Linked DNA regions of Sus scrofa: region 2 is linked to region 1. A link is a contact called in public HiChIP or PLAC-seq data. All regions are on one chromosome and are shown on one strand. The core of a region is the stretch at or near the end of the contact, and the rest is flanking DNA. Distances in the headings are between cores, read along the strand shown. Region 1 holds the start of TBC1D9B (TBC1 domain family member 9B). Region 2 holds the start of CANX (calnexin).

Evidence for each region. HiChIP or PLAC-seq counts read pairs in DNA pulled down with a chosen protein or histone mark.
Region 2: a contact with region 1 is called in an H3K27ac HiChIP or PLAC-seq map of alveolar macrophages. The contact joins the promoter of CANX here to the promoter of TBC1D9B in region 1. A contact is called at or near these places in 2 of 47 Hi-C or Micro-C datasets (heart right ventricle and liver) and 1 of 2 datasets of contacts at active chromatin or transcription factors (alveolar macrophages).

Annotation. Positions count from the first base shown.
Region 1 is chr2:78,674,433-78,677,267 of Sscrofa11.1, reverse strand. It overlaps TBC1D9B (TBC1 domain family member 9B), which reads right to left and starts at 1,401. Exons shown (of 22, transcript XM_003123648.4): 1 at 1,178-1,401. The coding sequence starts at 1,295.
Region 2 is chr2:78,914,306-78,917,235 of Sscrofa11.1, reverse strand. CANX (calnexin) reads left to right here and starts at 1,408. Exons shown (of 15, transcript NM_001243210.1): 1 at 1,408-1,590.

The DNA of each region.
Region 1 (2,835 bases), core at 152-2,651:
CAGATCCAGCACCGGCTCCTGTGATTCTAGAGGCTGTGGGCAGGGAGCTCAAAACACTGAAGGGAACAGTTTTCTTGAGAATGGTACAGTCTCTTCCACATCAGGAGATGTGACTGGGGAGGCAGGGGAAGAGGTCTCCCGTGGGAGGCCTCTGTCTGCATGTGGCAGGACTGTATTAGTTGTTAACGTTTAAAATTAGGACATTTCAAAGAAAATTCTCTTGATAATTGGAAGACCTGGCAACACTGGGCCTGAGGTCCTGAATGGCAACAGTAGGCCACTGGAGGACTGCAGGCACTGGTCTGGCCCTAAGACTGACCCAGTTCTGCCCGAGCAGTGCGTCGGGGCAGGTCCTGGAGCGTGAGGGACTTGGGACAACACCTGTAGAGGGAACCCACACGTGGACATCCTCTGCCACACACCCCAGAAGGTGCCTGTCTGGTCCAGTCCTGGGTGGTGTCCAGACGGGCAGAGGCACCTTGGCTAGTTCTCCAGAACACAAAGACTGGTAATGTGGCTAAGTCTCGGTCTGCAGCCCCATCACACCAAGAAGCAGGAAAGGTGGGTGAGAAGCTGGAGGGATGGGGGCCCAAACCCAGGAGCAGCTCGGAGGAACTCTGATTTTGCTAAAAAGGTAATTCTTTGGTGAACTGGGAATGAAGGAGGCCAAAGGAAACGAATGCTTGTGTCACTTGCCCCCTCCGAGGCACTTAGGGAAACTGAGGCAGAGGACAGGAAGATCTTTCGGACTTCCAGCTGGGAAATCCCATTCCAGGAAGCTGCACACGCCTCCGCTAAGCTCCGGGAAGCTCACAGGCAGCCGATGGGCAGAGGCCGCCGCCAGCCTTCTCCCGGCAGCCCTGGCTGACGGAGGTCTCCCCACTAGCCATCTAAATCAAGTGCATCTGTCTGGCTGAACCTCCGACCCGGTCCTCACCTCGCGCCACCGCGCCCGGTCCCTGCGTCCCACCCCCGGTGCGCATTCCCACCTCCCGCCCCCACTGGGGCCGGGCCTCGCGTCCCCAGGCCCCGCAGCGCGCGCTGACCTGCGCGTCCGCAGGGACGCGCCGAGGCCCGGCCTGTCCCGGGGGTGTTGCCCCGTTCCCCGCCGCCCGGCGCGCCCTCCTCGCCCGGATCGCGGCGGCGCTCACAGGCCCGGCCGCGGCGCGCCTCTCACCCGTGAGCCCGCCGCCCTTGCCGTGGCCCCGGCGCCGCTGCAGCACAAAGAAGGGGTTGGCCCGCTCCGTCACCCACAGCGCGTTGGCCACCAGCACCTCCTCCGGGCCCAGCCACATCGTGCGACCGCTCGCACAGGGCCGAGGCCGGCCAGGCGGAAGAGCCGCCACCGACGCCGCGCAGAGCTTTGCGGGCCGGGCGGGGCGGGGCGGGGCGAGCGGGCGGCGCCCCCTGGCGGCCGCGGGAACCAACAGGACCTCCGCGCTCTCTGGGCGCTCAGCTCTCCCTTTCCGGCCGGCCCCGCCCACTCCCCCCCCGGCCTCCGGCCACAGGGTTACTTAACCCGCTGTGTCCGTCTACCACTCTTTCTCCCCACAGGCCCCAGTGCTCAGTTCACTCCCCGGGCCTTGGGACTTTGGTCAGATTGTCTGAGTTCACAGTGCGCAGACAGCAGGGCTCCCGGCGTTCTGTAAAAACGCATACAGGGTTTAAGAGGAAAATGTAAGGAAATAACATTTAGAAATACATTTTTGGCTGATTGTGCAGGGCAACCCAGTGTGTGTTAACATTGGAAAAAGCGGCTGGAAAAGGGTTAGTTGATTGTGGTAACTCAGAATGTTGACACTTGGGCCTGCAACGAATTGAACCTGGGGAAGCCCTGAGGCTGAAAGGGTCCTCAGAAACCAGTGCAGTCCCCTCACTTGTTGGATGGGGTCAATGAGGCTGGAGTAGGAGGCAGGGCCTGGCCTGGGACCGGCGGAGGTTTCTGCACTGGCGTGTGATGAGACCACAGAGCTGGCCGGGGATGTGGATTCCTGCTCTCCCAGTGCTGGCCTGTAGGGGTCGACCCCTCCCAGGCCAAACCTTGACCCTTTTGAGTGCACGCTGTTAACTCCTTCTGGGGCAATAGGTGTGAATCCACAAAGTCCAGAATTTGGATGCAGGATCACCCTGCTGGCCTGAGGCCTCCAGAATCCGAAAGGGGGCTCTTTAGAATCATCCCAGAGGCTTAATATGGTTTTTGAATTGGGTTTCTGTCACTGGCATTCAGGAATCTAATATGATAGATGTAGGTATAAATAGGTGGTTTCATGATTGACAGCCAGAATGATTTAAAAGTCTTTTGAGATATTGCTTGAGACTTTGAATCAACTTCCAAGATGCAGAGGCTGGTTTTAAGACCTTGGAAGTTTAAACTAATAATGTGGCACTGGGGTCTCTGGGGAGTAATCTACCCTCAAGAATTTGAAAGTACAGTTTACCCTTGAATAATCTGGGTTTGAATTGCTCTGGACCATTTATATTCCCACTTTTTTCAATAGTAAATACTACAGTACTGTGTGATCAGTGGTTGGTTGAATCCTCAGATACAGAACTGTACATATAGAGGTAACTTGGATTGGGAAAGACAACTAAATTATACTCAATTTTTGACTTGGAAGAGAATAGGTGCCCCTAACCGGAGTTGTTCACAGGTCAACTGTGCTTGTTAACACCCTGAGGTGAGGTAAAGGGCTATTTTGTTCCTGGATTCCACTGGCTCTCAAACTTCAACATGCATCAGAATAAGCGGCAGGGCTTGTTAAAACATAGATTGCTCAGAGTATTTGCATGTCTAACGAGTTCCTAGGTAATACTGATGCCATGAACCTGGAGACC
Region 2 (2,930 bases), core at 159-2,658, 240 kb before region 1:
GCTAGGGGTTGAATCAGAGCTGCAGCTGCTGGCCTACACCACCGCCACAGCAACATGGGATTGCAGATGTGATAAATTCATTTGAGTAATAAGAAAAATGAAAAAAACAAAAACAACAACAACAAAAAAACCCATGGGATTGCAGCCACATTTGTGACCTACGCCTAAGCTTAGGATGGATCCTTAACCCACTGAGCAAGGCCAGGGATTGAATCCGCATCCTCACAGACACTATGTTAGGTTCTTAATTCACTAAGCCACAATAGTAACTCCTGGAGGATCTTATTCATGAAATCCGTACTGTTGGAAAATGCTTCAAAGAAGCAAACAACATCCTGTGGCCCTTCAAACTATCTTCTCCTGAAGGGCCCAGATAAATAGATCTAACAGGCTTATTAAATGGATGAACTGAGTTGTCTATGTGATTATTTTTGTAATCTGGGTCAGTAAATAAAGTGACTTCAAATTGTGAAAAAAACAAACACAAAATTCATTCTTCAGAGATTTGGCCTCAGCTTCCTTTTAAGAACATTGTGCTTTAACGGAAAAAAAATCTCTAACAAGATCCTTAGTAGGATCTACAGTCCTGCTCTGTCTCAGGCCCAGAAAACTGAAGATGTGCTAAAAGTTAGTTACAAAATCTGTGGTGTGTTTGAAAATTTTCCATTGCACCATCTTTTTCTCACTCACTGCTGTTAAGTGTGATTGTGCCCTTTTTGTCTTATCTTGCTTTTGGAAACATCACAAATTGAAAGTTGAAGTAACGCTGGATTATAGTATTCTGGGCTATATTTTGACGTTGGGTGATAAGGCGGCCTCAGACTGCTGGGCCCAGAGCAATGACTCTGCAGGAACGGTGGCGCCTGGTGTACAGCGACTCCAGGACAGGCCAAGGGAGCCGTGACTGATTCCATCATATCTGCGCACTCGCTGCACTGGAAACCAGGTCCTTCCCGATGGCTCAATGGACCTCCCACCCATCCTGCCAGCTTCCATTTGCTCTCTCATCGAAGGGAATGAGATGCCAGACCCCGAGGCCCGGGTCCAGGCACCTGAACGGTCGAAACCATAGAAATTAGGATGCAGTGCCGGGCAGCGCGCCCACTAAGGCACCAGAACAACCAGCGCGGGAACGCCTGCCTGGCCAGTCCCGCCCCACGACGCGCGCGCGCGCGCGCGCGCCCCCGCCGATCCCGATGCCGCCGTACACCGCCTCCTTCCATACTGCCCAACCAACAGCCACTTCCTGCCTCACTCCTAACCAATCCCCACACTCCACGAAGAATAGCCCTAGGGGGCGTATGGGAAGGTGCATAGAGCGATGGCCACAATAACCAATTGAATTCAGGATCTTGCGCGAGAGGGCGGGACTTGGCGCTGGTGGTAGCTACTGAGGAGACAGGGGCGGACGCAGGGCCGGGCTTCGTGCGGTGGGGCTCGCTCGCGCGGCGGCTGCAGGAGTCGAGGCCTCTTGGTTCTGCGGCACGTGACGGTCAGGCTCCCTCAGCCGCTGTCTCCACTGCAGCGTGGGGCCAGGTGTGCGGGCGGGAGGAGGCGCGGGCACCACCGGCGGTCCTCCTGAGGCTTGAGGTGAGACAGGGGCCTGCCCGTGTCTTCGGGCCTGTGAGGACCCTCGGGGGCCTGGGTGCGCGGCCTGGCGGCGGAGGTCTCGAGAAGCCGGGCGTGGCCGGGGCTGAGGGGTCCGGCTGAGTTTCGATGGCTCAGGCCCTGGTGGACCCGCCAGACGGGATGGGTTAGGCCTGAACCTGGGCCGCTTGAGTTGCGGAGCCAGGCCCAGGCCGCGCCGCCGGGGTTGGGAGGCGTGGCAGGTGTCCTAGAGCCTTTCTTGACCTCTGGGAAAGCTAACTTCTCTTCATGGTTCTGCTTCTAGGGCTTTCTTATACCTATTGCTGACTGCCTGGGAAGCTGTGAGGTGGGGTAGAGTAACCGGGTAAAGGTCTGGAATAGGATCGGGCCTTGTTGGTACTCTTAGTAGTGGGGAAAGGTGATAATAGGACAGAGAGAGGATATTTAGAATTAGCATTACAGATCTAAAATTTGAAAATTAAAACCGCAAAGTGAAGACTGGACTGTAGCAGCCTGAAGAGTATGGAGAATGTGCTAGAACACGCACTGGTTAAAAAACTTAAGTCCTAACATTTACATCTATTTGGAGATTGGGGGAGTAAGTAATCTCGTCGTAAATTCAGTGGGCTTTTAAAAGCAGGAAAGCACCCAAAAGCTCTCCGTGGGCAGGTCGTTTTATAGTGAAGGAAACTGAGGCCCAGAGCTCAGAAATGATCGGCCCAAGGTCATGCGATTAGTTTTATGATCACGTTGGAATTACAGTTGAAAGCTAGGCAGTTTGTGTGTAGTGGTTAAGACTAAGGCCCTTGTTCAGGTCCTTCATCAGCCATTTGTTGCTATGTGAACCTGGGCAGTTCACTTCGTTTCAGATAATGGATGTAATACCTGATAGAGTTGTTGTTACCATTAAGACGTGTGTAAGAAAGAGCAGGAAAGTTAGATGTACATTTTTAACTGCTTGATAAATGACTGCAGTAAATTATTATGGTGAATGCTGTTGATCCACTACACTAACATCCTAATTAGCTAAGTCCTATTTTCCAGGACCTGAAGTCACATTTATGGAAATAGGAGGAAGAAACTGGACCTAGTGGTTTGACTGCTGATTGAGGGAAGTTAAACTGAGCTGGATATTAATTAAAAGCTTGGGAGGAGAAAGGTGAACCACAGTTAGGTCTCTTTACCTCTAATTTAAGAAATAGAACCTTTTACTTAATTTCTTAATGGGTAGAATGGTGTGGGGAGGTTTTCGTTCTGTTTTGTTTTGTTTTAAGAGGGGAACCCCGTTGATCTTCAAGACTGTTGTGTACCTCACTCTTTTTTCAGTACTGTTGAAGGGTCAC